Linked DNA regions of Mus musculus: all the other regions are linked to region 1. The links are chromatin contacts, called in public HiChIP or PLAC-seq and promoter capture Hi-C maps. All regions are on one chromosome and are shown on one strand. The core of a region is the stretch at or near the end of the contact, and the rest is flanking DNA. Distances in the headings are between cores, read along the strand shown. Region 1 holds the start of Asic1 (acid-sensing (proton-gated) ion channel 1). Region 2 overlaps Fmnl3 (formin-like 3). Region 3 overlaps Fmnl3 (formin-like 3).

What was found. Promoter capture Hi-C pulls out the DNA fragments that hold promoters and counts their contacts. HiChIP or PLAC-seq counts read pairs in DNA pulled down with a chosen protein or histone mark.
Region 2: a promoter capture Hi-C map of liver shows a contact between it and region 1, with 2.1 times the contacts expected there. The contact joins the enhancer-like site here to the promoter of Asic1 in region 1. A contact is called at or near these places in 8 of 39 promoter capture datasets (the 3T3-L1 cell line, 3T3-L1-derived adipocytes, hippocampal neurons and 3 more), 1 of 15 datasets of contacts at CTCF or cohesin (the NIH/3T3 cell line), 2 of 484 Hi-C or Micro-C datasets (embryonic stem cells and pro-B cells) and 3 of 115 datasets of contacts at active chromatin or transcription factors (embryonic stem cells, memory CD8 T cells and pancreatic cancer cells).
Region 3: an H3K27ac HiChIP or PLAC-seq map of stem cell-derived neural progenitor cells shows a contact between it and region 1, with 3 times the contacts expected there. The contact joins the enhancer-like site here to the promoter of Asic1 in region 1. A contact is called at or near these places in 5 of 39 promoter capture datasets (the 3T3-L1 cell line, 3T3-L1-derived adipocytes, hippocampal neurons and 1 more) and 2 of 115 datasets of contacts at active chromatin or transcription factors (pancreatic cancer cells and stem cell-derived neural progenitor cells).

Annotation. Positions count from the first base shown.
Region 1 is chr15:99,669,120-99,671,645 of GRCm38.p6, forward strand. It overlaps Asic1 (acid-sensing (proton-gated) ion channel 1), which reads left to right and starts at 1,258. Exons shown (of 12, transcript NM_009597.2): 1 at 1,258-1,775. It overlaps Gm34880 (a long non-coding RNA gene), which reads right to left and starts at 737. Exons shown (of 4, transcript XR_875662.3): 1 at 289-737.
Region 2 is chr15:99,318,513-99,321,038 of GRCm38.p6, forward strand. Fmnl3 (formin-like 3) reads right to left here. Exons shown (of 27, transcript NM_011711.2): 21 at 2,524-2,526; 22 at 1,841-2,001; 23 at 1,473-1,574; 24 at 1,050-1,142; 25 at 619-742; 26 at 406-505. The coding sequence ends at 414. Among named protein-coding and RNA genes, the nearest start is that of Prpf40b, 25 kb to the left of the region's middle. Within about 2 kb of position 1,264, at least 22 of the 459 cell types and tissues checked have an H3K27ac peak or open chromatin away from gene starts, as enhancers often do. A contact at or near this core is called in liver, where this site is marked.
Region 3 is chr15:99,342,418-99,344,943 of GRCm38.p6, forward strand. The region is part of intron 1 of Fmnl3 (formin-like 3); the gene reads right to left. Among named protein-coding and RNA genes, the nearest start is that of Gm22951, 24 kb to the right of the region's middle. Within about 2 kb of position 1,269, at least 168 of the 459 cell types and tissues checked have an H3K27ac peak or open chromatin away from gene starts, as enhancers often do. A contact at or near this core is called in 3T3-L1-derived adipocytes, pancreatic cancer cells and stem cell-derived neural progenitor cells, where this site is marked.

The DNA of each region.
Region 1 (2,526 bases), core at 8-2,507:
GCCCAGGGGCATGGCAGCCCACCAGCAGCGCTTGTGCCGTTGGACAGCTCCCCAGCCGGAAGGCGAGATACTATCTTTATTTTGGCAGCTTGGCGCTCTGGGTCCTGCTGAATGGACCTCAATCTCTCACCAGACCTAAACCCCTATCCCTGGAGAGACATCTTCACTGGTTTCTAGGGTACCTCTTACTCCCAACCCCTCACAAATTCTCATCAGCTTCTTCCCTCTATGTCAGGTTCATTCCTCAAACTCAAACCCAGAACCATGTCCCTGAGACCTGCTTCTCACCTTCCTTCTCTCAGAGCTTCACCAGCCTGTAAGTGGAGCAAAGGAGCTGCAATGGATATAATTCTGATCTTGCATCACACACACACACACACACACACACACACACACACACACCACACCATCATCTGACACCATCAGACCTCAACAGCCTCTGTGTTAAGAGCTCCTAATGAGCATCAGCAAATTAACAACTTCCCCTTGATTGCTCCTTCTCTGCTAATTGGATAGGGAGGGCCCCCCCCCCAAGGCCTCGGAGAAAGAAAGAGGGAGGGAAGGAGAGAGGTGACAGCTACAGGAGCAGCCTCCAGGTTTCAGGACTCAGATTTCTGGTCCATCCCAGAACACACTCCTCCTTGCAGCCTTCATTTTGTATCTTTTTCTTTTTCCCTACTTCTGCCCCATCTGCCCTCACTTCTGGCCATGTCTCTTTTCTTCTCTCTGTTCCTCTCTGCTTTATAGATCTGCCAATGAGGCACTTGCACACGGGCTGCTTAAGAAATCCACTGATATACAAATGGGGTCTGGGTGGCCAAGGGTATTTATATATGTGCATGTGTGTGGGTCACATGAAGGTGGGAAGCAGGAATAAGAGCAGGTGAGTGAATGTGTACAAACAGGTAAGTGCTCGTGTGAGGGTCAGGCTTCAGGGATGTGTAGGTGTATGTGATGTGTGGATGGCTGAGTGGCAAGGTAAGACTCCGGTCTGAATGTGCCTGTATCTCCACACAGGCAAATGCTTGAATCAGTCAAGTGTGACTGTGACTCGGAGTGTGTGTGTGTGTGTGTGTGTGTGTGTGTACACGTGTGCATGTGCCATCAGAGGAAGCAGCAGCAGCAAGAAGCAGGAGCTTCGATCCGAAGGAGACAACGTGGGGAGGGGGACGCTGGGGGCAGACACCCTCCTTCCTGCGCGCACACGTGCGCGTGCACACACACACACCCCATAGTCACACACGCACACACACGCGCACACACACACAAGCCACAGGGCCTCGCAAGCAGAGAGCGGAGCCGGCTCCGGGATCCGAACGAGGCAGCTCTGCTGAGAGCGGCGGGAGGAGGCGAGCCAGCGGGGGGAGCCCTCGGTTCCGCTCCCGGGCCGGGGGCCCCCCGCGCACACCGGCCCAGAGACACCCTCGCAGACACTCGTAGGCGCGCACGCGCACCCTTTCCCCTCCTCCTCCCCTCCCGCCGCCTCCCGGCCGGACGATGGATCCCTGCAGATCCCGGGGCTGAGAGCACCGCGCAGCGCCAGCGCGCCGAGCCCCGGGCGGACCAAGCCGAGCGAGCAAGCGCGCGCGGGCGGCGGACCGAGCTGAGCCGAGCTGGCCGAGCGGGCCGCTCCCTGCAGGGCTCTACGCGGGTGCCGCGGCAGCCGGCGGCTCGGGCTCCGGGCCATGAGCCCCTCCGCCGCGCGGCGCTGAGCCCACGGACCGCCTCGCGCCCCAGGACCTGCAGCGGCGGCCGGCTTTCCCCAGCCCCCTCAGGTGGGTTTCCGACCCCGCTGCCTTGGGCCCCGGGCTTCCTGGTGCCCCAAAGCCGAGACTCTCCTCCACTGTAGCTTTCTCCAGCTTCTGGGGAGGCTCGGCGGATGGGGAGGGGGCGGGGGGCCGAGCCGGGAATATGACTGCGACGAGAAGCTGGACTGGAGGGGGTGCGTTCGGGGCGGGGATAACTGGCTGTCATAGGGAACCGCGCCCCCCCCCCCCATTCCTACATCCACCTCAGGCAGCCTACCATCCTCTCCCAAACACACACACACACACACACACACACACACACACACACATACACACACAGCCTGCGCCTATGCCTGTGCTTGTTTGAGAACTGGAGACACAGAAGGTGAGGATACAGGCAGGGCCCCTCCCCAGATGTGCCCACCTCCGGAGAGGTGGCCCTGGTTTAGCTCCTGAGGTGACAGCCTGTTCCTGGGGATACCCTTGATCAAGAGAAGAGCCCCTGACCCCTGGTTCAGCCCATTATGGGGAGTTTGATCTTGGCTGGGGTAGATATTCCTGTCCCAGAGTGACCTCACATCTGGAGGGAACTCCCATGCCTGCCTGTGGGTGCATCAGGGACTTCCCTCCTTCACTCTAGTGGCTGTATCTGGGGTCCCCCATAGTCTGGGAAGCTTGCAGACCATTCTCTCGACCCGAGCTGACCCCCCCCTCCAAGCCTCTATGTTTTAATGACTGTCATCTTGGATGGTCCCTCGTTCAAGCCACCTTTGGAGCC
Region 2 (2,526 bases), core at 14-2,513, 350 kb before region 1:
GATTCTCAGAGGGTAGCATAGGAAACTAAAGGCCACCCAGGAAAATATTAAGCCAAACTAGATGTCAAGAAGCAGAGGTTAGGGACATCTATCCCTGAGTAGGAGCTACTAGAACTCTTAGGGGAGACCAGGACCCAAGCAAGATACTTTGGGTCTATGACTGGAGCCTCAGTCATCCAAAGCATTAGGTCTTGCCTGCTCTGGCCTAGCTCCTAACCCTGGCCCAGAGACACCTTAACCCTTGGATCTTAGTAGCTAGGACAGTATTAGTGGGAGGACCCATGCAGGGATAAGCTGTGTTTCTCAGAGCATGCAGCATGCAAAGTCTGTGTCTCCATCACTGGGAGGATGCTACCAGAAGATGACTCCAAGGCATGCAGAGAGGGCAGCTAGAGTGCCCAGTACCTGTCAGGCTAACAGTTTGACTCGTCATGGTGGGCTGCATCACAGAAGAAACGTGAGCCCCGCTTGGCAGTACGTGCCGTGAAAGGGACACTCTTCAACACTACGGCCCAGGAGAGACAGTGATCAGGTCTTATGGGAAAACAGACTAGGAAGCAGGACCAAAGGGAATTAGGTCAGGCTCTGGGAATTGGGCCCAGTGGACAAACGTCCCACCTGTGATGATGTCCTCAATGGTACCATCCTTCCCCTCGTAAACAGGCCGGTGTTCCTTAGCTTGGCGCCGCCTCAGCTCTGCAATTAGCTCCTGCTGTTGCCATTTGTTCCGCTGGGATGGAGTCTAAGCCAGATATTACAAGGGGAAGGAAGTCATCACTAACCCAAAAGCAACTGGTTCCTGTCCCAAGATGTAGGCTGAAGATGACCCTGCTGAGAGTAACCCTGTGTCCTGTCCATCGGTGTCTACCCCTCCCTCTAGACTCACGCTGTCAGCCACTCCAAGGGAGGGAGGGAGACAGACACAGAGAGTGTGTGTGTGTGTGTGTGTGTGTCTTGGTTCTCCATGTCCTTCCTTGCTCCTTGCTCCCTGCTCCCTGAATCCTCAATTCTCTGTCCTGTCTTCCAGACCAGCTCTTGGTCCCACCCACCTTGGCATCCAGCTTCTTGGCTTCCTGAGCCAGCTGCTTCTCCCGCATTACCTCCTCTTGTTTCTTGCGAGCTTCATTCTCTTGTTCTGCTTCCTTAGATAGGACCAAGAGAGGGGAAGGAGCTTGAGGTTTTCACAGGCTGGAAGGGAGGGCCTGACACTAAGCATGAAGGGTGGGTGGCAGTGGGACCAGCTAACCCCAGGTGGCCACTCTCTGGAGGGGTACTTCCTGCTCTGAACAATGAAAGGAAGGGCCTGGGCCCCCACCCTGCCCACCAGTCCACAGTTTAGAGGCCTGTCGCCAGCTTCCATGGTTCCTTCCCTAGACCTTAGGAACTGGAAAAGTCTCAGACTTGAAGCCCAGGCTCGCTCTTGACTAATCATCTTCTACCAGCATAACTCCTGAAACGTTTCTTCAACTTACCTTGTAAGAACGAATGAATCGGACAAATACTGGGAAAAACACAGAAGGAGGTGTGGTCTTGGGACTCTCACCAAAGTAGCGCACAACTGCATTGTAGGCCTCCTGAGTAAGTAAAGGGCAGACAGAGGGGTCATCCCAGTGGGGAGGAGGCCCACAGAAAGCAAAGCCTGCTGCCAGGAGAGGAAAGCCAGTTACCCAAGCCCCTCCTAAGTCATAGCTTCAGACATGGATATCTGCTATCTTTAAAGTCCCTTGTTACTACCCCCTCACCTGCCCACACTGCTGGCCAAGAGTTGGATGCCTACCTCAAGTGGCCACTGTGCTGGCTTTAGATGTTTGTTTCCCCCCCACCCCAGTTCCTCACTCACCTCGGCAGTCTTGGCATCACGCTGGAGCTTGTCCAGTTTGCCTTCATTGGTACTAAGGAAGTTTCGAAGGACGCTGTTGTCATGAATGCTGCATTCCCGCCGAATCAGCTCCATTCCCCGGCCCAGCTCTTTCACGTCTAGCAGCACGTTCTCCAGGGACACTGTTTACCAAGAGCCTGGCTGAGGCTTACCCAGGCCTACAGCACATTTGTCCCACCATGTCCCCTTGGCATAGACTTCAGGGATGTACATGTAGAGAAGTCTGTGTCAAGCAGGCTGGGCTCTCTCGGGCAGTAGGAGGGAATGGAGAGAGTTCATGGGCCCAAAGAACAAGGTAGCAAAGGAAGGAAAACCAGAGACAGCTAGTCCCCGTCCCCCGTCCTGTCCCCGTCCCCCCACCCCCCCCACCACCCGGGCAGGACAGAAACAGTAGTACTGTGTATCTGTCTGTAGGGGGCTTTACAGGTTTTCTAATCACATCACAGACATGATTAGAGAACTACACTCTCTGGGCCAGGCTAAGGGAAACCTGATCCTACTTGAGCACATGGAAGGCTCACTCTCTTTGGGGTTGCCCCTGCTCATAGATTTAGTAGTGAGAAAGAAGATAGCAAAAGCCAGAAATGGACCGGGTGTTCCTCCTGTTCAGCTTCCTGGGATCGTCTTGAAGAGGGCACCCTCACCTG
Region 3 (2,526 bases), core at 19-2,518, 330 kb before region 1:
AGCTGAAACCAAACTGAAAGCAGCTCTGGATACTAATCTGGAAGTCAGAGTAACCAGCAAGATGCTGCATATCAAAGGGTGACAATGGTGGAAGAAGCTGAGAGGCGAGGCTCTGATGCTTCTCCAGCAAAGCTGCTTGCTCTCCTCACGTGGGGGCCTATGTAAATAAGTGGTCCTAGTCCTCCACAAGGTCTCCTTACTGCCCCCGACCCCATCCCTGTCCACCTCAGAGAAGCTGGGAAGGAGGAGGGGTTCTGCTGAGGTTCCCTTCCCCTGTCTGCCTTACACCCCCAAGTCCATTTAGCCCTCCCTTGTTTCTCTCCCACTACAAGAAAAGGGAAATGCCATGTGCCTGACGTTTCCTAAAAGCTGTGTGCCCACTCTGGACTCACCACTACTCTGCCGGTCTTTGTAAGCCAAGCCTGGGGGAAACCCAACATACAGAAAATAGGAAGCACCCATAATTCTCTGCTTCATTGCTTCTCCTGGTCCTAGCAGATCGTGACAGATCTAGCAACGGACACAAAATGGTGTAGTTCCTAGAGAGACACTGGAAGCATCAGAGACCTCACTTGGAAAAGAGCATTGGGGACAGCTACAAATGGTATCTACTCTTAGCAAGAACAGAGTCAGTGATCTTAACGTCTTCTCTTGCAGAGCCACATAGTTTTCTAAGCTGGACACTCCAGGCCCTATGCTTGGCTATGGGGTGGAGATTCCTGGATAGCTGAGTCTGGAGCTTCCGTGTAGGTACCCCAAGTGCTTTCCTGGGTACCATGTGCTACTCAACATGCTGCTGTGCCCCTAGATGCAGGAGCCACCAAGGCCTCCCTGGCATCTGTCCAAGAACACGTGGACAGATGAGCAGAGGTGGGACATGGTGAAGCAGCAGAAGCTTGGAAGCTGAGGAGTTTGCTGCAGGAGGACCTGACAATGCTCCCAGCCTATATGCCTAATGGGATCCCCATCTCACCAACTAAGTCGTCCCCAATGCCAGTGACAAAGCTGGCAAGGCAAGGCATGAAGGCCCATGACCAGGCATCAATAGGGCAGTGTTTGGAACAGCCCAGCCAGCCTTCATCGTGGCCCCATTGGTAGGCAATGGGCACAGCTGTGGTGGGCTGGGCACTGCTACCAAAGGATGAAAGCTCAAAAGGTAGGAGGCATCAGCCCCTTGGCAGCCACAGCCAGCCCTGCTGCAGTAGCAGCTCCCAGACAATGAGAGCTATTTTCAGCCAGTCCTTTAACACAAGCCAGCTGGCCAGTGTGCTGGGCAGGAGTCCTCCTCCACCCAGCCTGCCCAGACAGCGGCTGCCTGGTCAGCCCCACCCGACCCATGCTGCTGCCACCTCTGCATTACTGTTTATCTCACTGTTTCAGCACAGCCCCTCCCAACACCCCCAAAACTGCAATCCCATCAAAAGGAAACAAATCAGAGCTCCATCAAAGGTCCAGGAGCTAAGAGTAGAAAATCCAGACATAGGAAACACAGCAGCCCCTTCAAACACCCACACTTTTCCCCAAGCCCATGACTGGCTGGGGCAGTGCAGGGGTGGAGATGAAACCCATGGATAGGCAGACTCACTGTGGCTCTCACTGACCCAGAATCCAGTCTTCTCTGCCAAGCCTGGGAAACGGAGCTCAGTTTTGCTCCTCGTACCCACTTCCTCTCCCCTTCCAGCAGGGGCTCAGAGATTGAGCTGGAGTCAGGGACAAGAGATTCTGGACAAGAGCTGCACTACTCCAGCAAGAGAATCATAGGAGGGGCCAAGGGCAGGCACTCAAAGCACAGAGAGCTACCTAGCTCCCTGACGAGTGTGATGGAGTGGGGTAAACATCCAGCCAGCCCCCATGCCCCGGCCAGCAGTATTCTAAAGCAGGAGGCAAGGAGGGCAACAGCCACCTCCCTGGACCCTGAGACTCCAGCCCTTTTCTGCCAAATTTCATAAGCTCACAGTACCCAACCCCCATTCCATTTCTTCACTCCCTTGAAGAGGGACCTACGCACTGGGGTACATGCAGAGCGCACAGCTCTCTGACTCAGTCTTCTCGAGGCCTGAGCTACTATTAGATGTAAAGGGAGGTTGCTGGGGCTCCTAATGGCATCAGAAAAGTGGGTGTGCTTTTCTGTGACTTAAGCATCTGCAGTGACTTAAGTCTGCCTTTCTGGATTTGTTTTAATTGAAGCCATCATCTTGGGGACAGGCTGCCAGCACAGAGCTATGTCTGGAGAACGTGCTCCTGTGGTCACTGATGACTCTATAACCAGAAGTGACTTGCCGAGTAGTTATGGGCCAAGTCCCTAAGCAGCCTGGAGGAAAAAGAAATGGATTCGCCAGATGTCTCCAGCTGAGCTCTGCAATTCACACCAGGCAAATCAGACAGAGAAAGGTCCTAGAAGGCCAGTGTCACCCAAACAAAGAGATGACTTTTTCCAACAATTCTATCACCCCCAGGCCTCTTTGTCACCTTGGAGGATTCCCTTATTGGATGCTCAGAGGGCAAAGGAAAGTGACCAGTCCCCAG